Regions from separate parts of the Sus scrofa genome. Here region 2 is linked to region 1. Evidence: chromatin contacts called from public Hi-C data. All regions are on one chromosome and are shown on one strand. The core of a region is the stretch at or near the end of the contact, and the rest is flanking DNA. Distances in the headings are between cores, read along the strand shown. Region 1 holds the start of TMTC2 (transmembrane and TPR repeat-containing protein 2). Region 2 overlaps METTL25 (methyltransferase-like protein 25).

Region 1 (4,791 bases), core at 872-3,371:
GTAAGTTACTTTTTTATAAGCTCTAAATTATTGGTTTAAAGGCTTACTCTTCACACTGTCTCCAACAGAGGCAGTAACTGCCCAGAATCTTCCCCAAGTTCACTTTAGTGAATAGTCACCCATCTTTGGAAGCAAGAGCTTTTTCTGCCAATGCCCTAGGAATAGCAGGTGCACAGTTACACAAAATTGGAGGAAACAGAAGCAGCTCGCCACACTTACATACAGACCATTTATTTCTCAGCCTGTAACGTAACTGCTGAAATCTGGACACTGCTTAAAAGTTGAGGAAGAGTTTATGTAGAACGGTGGCTATCCTATCAGCTGGTCTCTGACAGACACTACATGAAATGCACGAAGAAGGATGTGCTGGATGTTCTTGCCCTATTATCAGGGGATTTCCTCCCAGACGTGTGGGAGTACAGCAAGCCCCGCTGACTTAAGGCATACATCCACGGACACGCTTTTAGCTGGAGAGTGAGCCCATCAGGGGATACAGACTGTGGGTGATCACCAGCAGGAGAAGAGTCTGCCTTCATCTCCCCTCACCATCAACCGCTTTGCTTAAGTTCACTCACTGCCTTGCCCTGACCCTGGGGATCCATTCACTTTCCGTCGCCCAGAGAGGCTGCTGAAAAGCTGTCAAAGTAAATCTGTGCTCACTTTTTGGATGGTTTAATTTCAATGAAGCATGAAACACCCCAGGACGGTTAATAAGTTTAGCCAGGCATGCTGTTCTCCCTAATATATTTTAATTATGCATCTGTTTTAATTATAATCAGCTTAAGTCACCGGAAAGGCACAAATCGGAATTTTCCCTAATGGCTCTTGGAGCTTTTCGTCAGTGTCTAAACACTAACAACGTTTAAATAGGTAGAGGCACGAGCACCACGGTTGACATTTTCCAGAAATCGATTCAGTTTCTCTGACAACACAGTTCAGGTCTCATTAGCCACCCAAACTAACCCAAATGCAGAAGACAACTGGAGTCTCTAGGGGCGTCTTCTTCCCCAATTAGCACAAAAGAATCGCTAAGGTCTCGTGTAAAACTCCCCAGCAGAAATGAAAGCCCAGGCTTTTAGCAAGGGCTACTCCATCGATTGGTGAGGGAGGCAGGGGAGCCGGAGAGACGAGCAGCAGCAGTATCCTGGCTCAAAGTAAAGTACACCCTACGTCAAAAGGGAAAGTTGAAGCAGAGGGCGAGCTCTCCACTATTTTGGCAACTGTCAAGCGTGTTTTAACCTCGGTAAATAAAAGCGTCCCATCAATAAAAGGAAACGTTACAGGGAAGATCTATTAGGGGGCGGGAAACAGCTTCCTTCCAGGACGGACGTAAAATCGCTCAAGGTGCTTTTGTTGCACCAAGGAACATCTACGAATTTTTTTAAAATAGTTCATTAAACAGTTTCCCCAATTGCTGCGATTTCCGCTAAGAAACTTAAGCGCCTGCCACCAGCCGGGAAGCACGGGAGAGGAACCTCCCGTGCGGCAACCTAGGAACCCAAACTCCCTGAGCCCGCCCAGGGCGCCCGCGTCCCCAGGGTTTGCTGGAGGTGTGGGTGTTTACGCGTCTCCCAAACCTTCAGGTGCTGCACTAGTTCCTCCAAAACCCACTCCGAGCCTTCAAGCGGGCAGCTTCAGAGCCTCCGCGGAGTCGCTCTCACCCCCTTACCTGTCATCATAGCAGAAATCCGCACTCAGGGTGTTGAGATACAAGGCGAGCCCCAGAGCGCTGCTCACCAACTCTGCAATCATCTCTCCACTGCCTTCCCTCCGGCTCGGCTCCCAGCGCGAGGGCAGCAGCGGCAACAAAAAACAGAAGCATCAATCCCCACCTTCCGCCGCCTTCTCCTCCCAGCTTCACTTTTCCCTCGCTTGCAGTCCCTCCCTTCCTCCCTCGGGTCCTTCCGATCCACCGCTCTCCTGCTCCTCCTCCTCCTCGCGCCCGTCTCCGCAGCTCCTCCGTCTTCCCCGGGTGCGGGCTCACGCCGCGCTCCCCATGCCTGGCGCCGGCGAGCGGCGAGCGGCGTTCGGGCTCCGCGCCCCCCGGCGGATGCACAGGGCTGGTCCTTTGCGCGGCTCGCGCCCCCGCCCTAACCCATGGCCGTGCGGGGCGCCCTAGGTGAGGACTGGGTCTCGGAGGAGGTGGAAGAGTGCGGGATGGGGGCAGAGGGACCGGACCGAGCCGGGCTCTGGGACCTGCTGGAGGAAGAGAGCGCGAGAAGGGCGGGTGGGAGGGACAAGGCGAACCGCCTCCCCTCGCCGCCTCCCGGGCGCACAGCTCCGGGGCCGCTTGGGCAGACTCTGGCCGCCACGGCGGCTGCAGCTCATTCACTCTTTAATAGGTCCCTCCCGGCCGCAGCCCCTTCTCCAGTGAAGTGAGAAGGGGTGGCTGGAGACTCCCGAAGCTCCCGCGTGGGGTTCTCGGCGCTGCCCCCCGCGCCTGCGTGGCCAACCCTCCATCCCGGGTTCGTTCAGCCGCGGTCTCCACCCAGATCCGCCCACAGGGTTCCGCCCACATCACCCCCTGGGCTGGAGGCTCCTCCCACCTCCCCCCGCCCCCCCCGCCGCGGCCGGAGGCTCCTCCTCCCCATCGCCCGCCCTCCCCTTGTGGCGTTCACCTTAGATTTCACTCTGGGCAGCCCCGGGGACCCAAGGGCAACCGCTGGCAAACAACGCCGAGCGGCAGCTGGAGGGCGCCCTGGGCGGGGGCGCCAGAGCAGACGAGAGACCGAGGAGGACGCCGTCGCTCGCTCGCCCTGCCGCTGCCTGGCGGCGCCTGGCACCCGCCGAATCTCAACCCCAGCTCTGTGTGTGCCAAGCTCTGCCAGGCGTAAGTCCGGTCCGCCGGGGAGACTTCTGGAGCCCGGGAGAGGAAGAACAGGTTTGGCGAGTGCTCTAACCTCGGTGGCCACCAACACACCCTCACTGTGCGGGAGCCGAAATGGGGTGGGGGTGGGGGCGGAGAGCTGGAGGGCATCTCAGGAGCGAGAAATTTCACCTCCGAGCCTACCGTTGTCCCGAAGGTCAACGGAAAGACGTCTGGGGAGGGAATTGTTCCCGCAGGCAGGTGGAAAAGAAAGGACCCCCAGAGAGGAAAGACAGACTCGCGCGCACACGCAAAACGCACCCCACAGTTGCGAGGGCTTCCTGCGGTTTCGAGGGGATTGTCAGGTTAACCCCGAGAACACAGAGAAGAAACGCCTCTGCAGCCCCGTACTGCGCTCTCCTTGAACCCGAGAAGGTGGGAACTTAATGCCCTTTCCTTGCCGCCTGGACTCAGGACTAGATGGAAGGCGTCCAGCATGATGAAATGAGTAGAAGAATGGTCTGTGTGGAACGGGCCCTGGGTCCTAAAGTTGCAAGACCAAAGAGGACCGTGGGCTGCCTGCCACACCTCCCGGCGCGGCCGCCTTCTGGCTGGACCTGTGGATCCCTTGGACCACGATGAACACTACTGCAGCGCCCCCTGCTGCCTGGAAGCCGCGATGCATGGAAAACAGGCCTGCGAGGGCGCCGACTCCCCCAAAACACAGCTGTCACTGCTCCAGAGGCAGCCCGTAACTAGCAAACTCTCCAAATCGGCGGTAAGAAATTGAGTCCCCTGGATGTGTGGCAGTGGCTGAAAAGCAAATCCCGTGATCTGGGTGTCTGCAAAACAAAGCTCCACCTTGTCCTGGTTTCACAAGGACATCTATGTGTGCAGATGAAATGATGAATATTTATTGTACCATTGCACTGTGGCCCAGTTTTGTGCCCTGGGAAAAACAAACAGAAACGCACATACGAAGAAATTGTATCATTAAAGGCAGGGATGATCTTTGGCTTTTTTAAACCGCATAATCTCTGCTCACTGTCAAAAACGTTTTTAAAATCCTGTCAACCAGCCCAAGTTCCCGTTTCCCTCCACTGCACTTACATCTTGATCCTGGATCCTAAGACACTGGAGGAAGGGACCCTCTCTAGAATCCCGTTCCTGACTTTGAGTCCCCACTCTGCTGCCAGTCACTTAACCTTTTTGCACCTCAGTTTTCTCACCTATAAAACAGGGATGCTGACAATACCTATCCACGCATGCTGTTACTATGAAGATGAAAGTAGCTAACATACGTAAAGCACCCAGAAGGGTCCTCATGGCAACAGAAGCGTTAGGTGCTGCTATTATTATTATCTTCAACTTCACCTTACCCTTTAGGTTGTTAACTAAAACCTAGATGTTTACCTCCAAAACTAACCCATCCCATCCACACTGCTCCAATCCGAGTCCAAGCTACTCCTGTCTCCTGTGTGGACCAAAGCGGAAGCCCTCTAAGGGGTTTCTAGGCTTCTCTTGCAATTTCCACCCTTCCCCAGTCATAACTTAAGGTCTTAGACAGATTCTTTAGAAACCCTACAATATCCCTGCTAAAAAATGTTCGGTGCCATCCTGTTATACCTCGATTATTATCAAATAATTTGACTATACTCAAATCCTTACACGGCCACCCTTCATTTGGCCCTGACTGCCTCTCTCCCATCTCACTGTTCTCCAGCAAGACAGACATCTGCTCCTCCAGAATTTACACTCCCCCACCCCACCCACCCCCACCCCTGCACAAAATGCTTTCTCACCCTACCTTCTCCAGCTCCTTCTCAGCATTCATACCTTAGTTCAAATGCCATCACCTAGAAAACTTCCCCAGCCCACACTTTATAAAGGAGCCTCCCTTCCCAGCAATCTCTAGCCCATCAGGCCGCATTATTTTCCTAATAGTCTGCCTTAGAATCTACCATCACCACCAGAATAGCAGCTCC
Region 2 (4,791 bases), core at 722-3,221, 130 kb after region 1:
TAAAAATAAGAAGAATGTGTGCATTTAAGTTAGAGGTTTACTACTATTTCAAGACAAGATGATAGTTTTTGCTAGAAACTCTTCAAAAATGGGTAAAATCCTAGCTATATCAGGTCCTTAAAAATGGAAATTAAAAAATAAAGAAATTGTATTCCAAGGAATTTACTGAATGGGTACAGAATAAGACACCACTCTCCAATAAATGCAAGCATTCGCTAGAAAATTTAATCACTTTGTCCTAAATTACAGGAGTTTGCTTTCTAGTTAGATGTTGGAAGTTTCTGAATAAGATCTTAATGGTTGCTTGGGGTAGAGAACTGACACGATAATGAACTGAATCAGGCTAGTGGTTTTCCATGTGTGTCCGCAGACCAGCTCTGGTTTGCCACACTATTTTCCCTGGGTCACCATGAAAACATCAGAACCAAGAAAAACCAAGACGATTTTTCACGAAGGTAAGTACATTACAGAACTGCATTTTAAACTTTGTGCTATCAATTATCTTTGCTTATGAAAAAGAGGATAATGGAACAAAATTAAGATTAATAAAAATAAAATTAAAACTGATCTTATTTGGCAAAAGAAAAAAATTGACCATGCTCTGGTTTCCCACTTCCCAAACTTTTGAAATTTTACTTATTTTAAAAGACCAAAGACTGACTCCAGTCACGACCTTGCCCATCCTTCGGTTCTTCAAAACATCTCACCTTAACATCTCAGCGATGACATTTCTGAACGGAATTGGCTCAGGTCAGAGTTGGCACAGCACTCACGCAATCCCCGACTTGACAGTAAGAATACGGTCAAAATAACATGCGATTTATTATAATACCAAAATATTATAGAACTTCTGCATTTTGAGGGAAGGATTTTTTTTTTTTTTTTGGTCTTATAGTTTTTGAGAACCACTTGTGAAATCCACATGTGTATCAGTGGGATTTATCTTTCAGCATTGGGAAGATATGTTTTGCCAGTCATAAATGAACTGTAATCCCTATGGACTCAAGTTTAATTCAAAAACACTCTCTCCAGAGCTGCTAAATTTGGCAATCTACAGTCTCTCCTCCATATGCTCTCCTTGGGGGATTTTACATACATTGTCCATAATGGTTTCTACTTAGGATGTCTGGAAAAGCAGATATTATGGTCACAGAAGGGCCATTAAAGGGAATTTGAAAACAGATCCATTAAGTTGAAGTATTCAGTTGTAAGAGTCTTCAAGTTGGATGGACTATGCTAATTGATATTCAAGGAATAACTCCAGCCACCCTCTGCTTACATCGTAGCGTCTAACTACGTATGCTTGTACTGCTAACCAACATGGTTTGGTAGTCTCACTGGAGGGAGAAATATTAGCAGGACCTGGTGTGCACAGAAAGAACAGCAGATAAATAATGAATTGTCCCTAAATGTGGGCCTCATTTCCATTCCATTCTGTTGTTCAGCGCCCTCCCTCTTTCAAACAGCCATCTTTTTTTCATTAATTACATCAGCCCTGCTTTTGTTATGTCTTGTTGGAAAAAAGAAAAGAAAGTTTCCATTATTTCCCTTCTAGACTGTGGAATGCAGCAGCTGTTGTGTTTTGCAAACATCCAGTCATATCTTAGAATCTCTGGTCAGTTTCTGAGCGGATTTAAAAACACTTTTCTGTACTGTCATGCTCACTTTCCCCAAATTTGTGCGTCTGTGCTTCTTTTCTCTCTCTGCTAGTCTTTTGTGGCCTTACTCCCTTTCCCTCCACCTGGCTCTCATTTTCCAGCCCTATAATAGTTCTCAAGAGCAATGAAAGTATCCTCAAGGTTTCTCTATTTGGCCCTTGCTCAGCCATAGTGAGACACTATTTTCGTGGCTTTTGTTTGGTTTTAATTATGTTTCCTTTCCTTCTGTTTAAATGGTGTTCAGGACACAGCCTCTCCCCTGCCCTGCGTGTGGGACAGCATCTCTGAGGTCCTTGTCACGTGACACTCGGCAGAGGATGGCCTTGCAACTTGACCTACAGCAGCTGCCTCGGTGGGGTGGGAATAACAAAGCCAGAACGAGTCTCTGAATGTGGACAGGATTTCAAGAGTTTTAAAAGCTCTCCCCTATCCACTGCCTCATTTAACCCCACAAGGATCCTGCCAAGCAAACAGGATAAATGTCATTCTTCCCATCTGACAGATGAGGAGACACACAGCCCGAAGGAGCTGTGGCCCTGGGCCAGCCTCCTGAGTGCTCGTGCGAGCTGGGACAGGGACAAGGGGGCTGGTCTTCTGTCTTCCAGGTTTCCTCCCAGCACTTTTCCTTGGGTCTCTTTCTTCGTCTCTAAAACTGGAAAAAGACTACCCTTGAGTGATGAGGAAGGAATGGAAGAATCTGGGTAAGTGCACTTAGCAAGGGCTCAATAAATGTTTATTGTGAGCCTTTGTCATATAAATCCAACAACTAAGTTGGCCAAAACATATGCACATGCAGCTGCTCTTTGTCCCCATGCATCAGGATGTACTGGTCCACAAAGGAGAGCTTTTCAGCAGCTATTGACTGAAGCACAATGATGAGAAATTGAGGTTTGGTTCCAAACGCTCCGCAACTCCCACCCCCCACCCCTGCTCCCACAAGGAAAATGGCCCGTGTAGACAGATTCTGCTTTACGACGAAACTGACTAACCCCAAACAGCGCAGTGGACACGTGGATGACAGCTTCTGGATTTATATCCAGTCTCCAGTTTATAAACTGTACAAGCATGGTCCGGACAAATTATTTAATCTCTCTATGCCTCGGTTTTTCCCCTCCACAAAATGCGGATATTGAGTTTCATTGAATGGGTTTGTTGAGGGATCTAAATGAGTAACAGGAATGTTTAACTAAAATTTTTGATCAAGGCACCAGGGTATAGTAGCCACTGACATAGTACATCTTCAAAATGAAAAAATATGAAAACACATGAGTCCATTGAGCTTATGAGTCCTTACATGTGGGTCATTTACTCAGAGCATCAGGAGGAAGAAAACAGAAGGGCTGGCATTTTGAAAGGATTTGCCAGGAGACATTTTAGGTGAGAAGCTGAATTCTTACTTCCTCCAGGGGGAGGGGTGTGGTGGTGCCATCTCCAAAGCCTGGCCTGGTGAGATGGGCCTCGTGGAACCACTCAGTAGGATAGGAGTTCCTGGGCCCCGTGGACTCTGTCCACCTCATGCCTGAGAAAGTGAGAGCCACTGATGACAACCAAGCCATGAGCTGACGCTGGGAAGTGACCGCACCTGCCCTACAGCGCGTTAAAGGTGTAGAGACCCTGGGGACCAACTGCAGATATTGTGGCTGTGACGTCAGCCTGTGGTTATCTTTAAAGGGATCCGGCTAGAGTGCACGGTCTGCCAGGGAAAGGGGATGGCAGGCACGTGTGACTCTCCGTGGCTGGGGCAGGGACCGAGGCAAGGATGGAGGGGGCTCAGCGGAAACCAGGCCCCCGCCTGTGCTAAGTGAGCTGAAGCGGAGGGACCTGGGATGGCGTCCGAAGAGACGGAAAGGTTCCCGAGGGGGGCTGTCAGTATCAGCCCGACCCCCACGACCTCCTGAGAACCTGCTGCCACCTCCCCAAACTTCCCCTGGCTTCTCTTCCTCTTCCCTGAGCCCTTTTGCGCTGCATGTAACCAACCAAAGGCGGAGCGACCAATGGGGTCACGAAGGCAGTTTTCACTTTAAATCAACGTTAAACTCGATCAGAACACAATAACAGATTTTTTAATCATTATTATTATTTTTTGCTACACCGACAGCATAGGGGAGTTCCCGCGCCAAGGACTGAATGTGAGCCACAGCTGTGACCTACGCTGAAACGGCAGTAACACTGGATCCTTAACCCACTGTGCCACGGCAGGAACTCCTAGATGTTTCAGATTAGACATTAGGTTGCATTTGTGACTTGAAGTGCCTGTAGGACTATTAACTAAATATAAATTGTAAAGTCGTAGGCTGGGCCAAGACATTATCCAAATAGGGAAAAGCCCTCTGAGCAGGACAAAAAGGAGAGAAAGAGTCAAAAATGAGGTTATTTTGTCACTAAATCCGTGGCTCCTGATTAAGATCAATTAGGTAAAGAAGCTTGAATATAGTCTATTCATCAAACTATTAGTATTCTTTTTGCTTTGCTCTGAAAGCCTATTATCTGAAAAGTAAAAAAAAAACAAACAAAACAAACAAACAAACAAAAAACAACAAAACACTGAGTGCAAAAGAATATTAAGAAGTTTAAATATTTAAAATCTCTCACCCAACAGCATAATCAGAGAGCTATCACTAGGTCCAGGTGTCAGGAGGTCACTCCCTCATTAAAGGGCCACTAGGAACCCACAGGGGGTAGAAGCCTTGCTCTTCTCTCAGAGTCCACATTCATGTGATTTCCGCCCAGTTGGTTGTGTTTCACCCTCTAGAGGAACACAGACCATGTTCAGCTGAAATTCCGGCTTTCAGGCATTTCTTTCCCCTCCCACATAACATGAGAAGACACATCTTCCCGTCCTCTTTATTTTCGGCCCGGGTGTTACTGTCTCCTTGGGCTCTGTCTCCTGCGATGTTTGGCCCTTCTCATCTTGCTCTCCCGCCTCCACAACTGAACACAAGGCTCCAAGGTCACCTGAGGGCTCCGCTCCTCTAGCCACTATATAACATGCGTAGCAGGTTTACGGCCCTCTGAAACCTCTCGAATTAAGAGGAAATATTGCCACAAGTCAGGTCCTCCTTATCCTGTCCTCGTGCAGTTGGTTATTAAAGAGTGAAGAAAACGATCCATCTTTGTCACCCTCCATTCTGTG

The links. Hi-C and Micro-C count contacts between places; a contact is called where the count stands out from the background.
Region 2: a Hi-C map of fetal skeletal muscle shows a contact between it and region 1, with 3 times the contacts expected there. The contact joins the enhancer-like site here to the promoter of TMTC2 in region 1. A contact is called at or near these places in 5 of 47 Hi-C or Micro-C datasets (embryonic fibroblasts, epiblast stem cells, fetal heart ventricle and 2 more) and 1 of 2 datasets of contacts at active chromatin or transcription factors (skeletal muscle).

What each region holds. Positions count from the first base shown.
Region 1 is chr5:99,083,122-99,087,912 of Sscrofa11.1, forward strand. It overlaps TMTC2 (transmembrane and TPR repeat-containing protein 2), which reads right to left and starts at 2,122. Exons shown (of 13, transcript XM_021093031.1): 1 at 1,670-2,122. The coding sequence starts at 1,752.
Region 2 is chr5:99,215,775-99,220,565 of Sscrofa11.1, forward strand. It overlaps METTL25 (methyltransferase-like protein 25), which reads right to left. Exons shown (of 14, transcript XR_002344285.1): 14 at 861-4,791. Among named protein-coding and RNA genes, the nearest start is that of TMTC2, 130 kb to the left of the region's middle. Within about 2 kb of position 1,972, at least 9 of the 83 cell types and tissues checked have an H3K27ac peak or open chromatin away from gene starts, as enhancers often do. A contact at or near this core is called in fetal skeletal muscle and skeletal muscle, where this site is marked.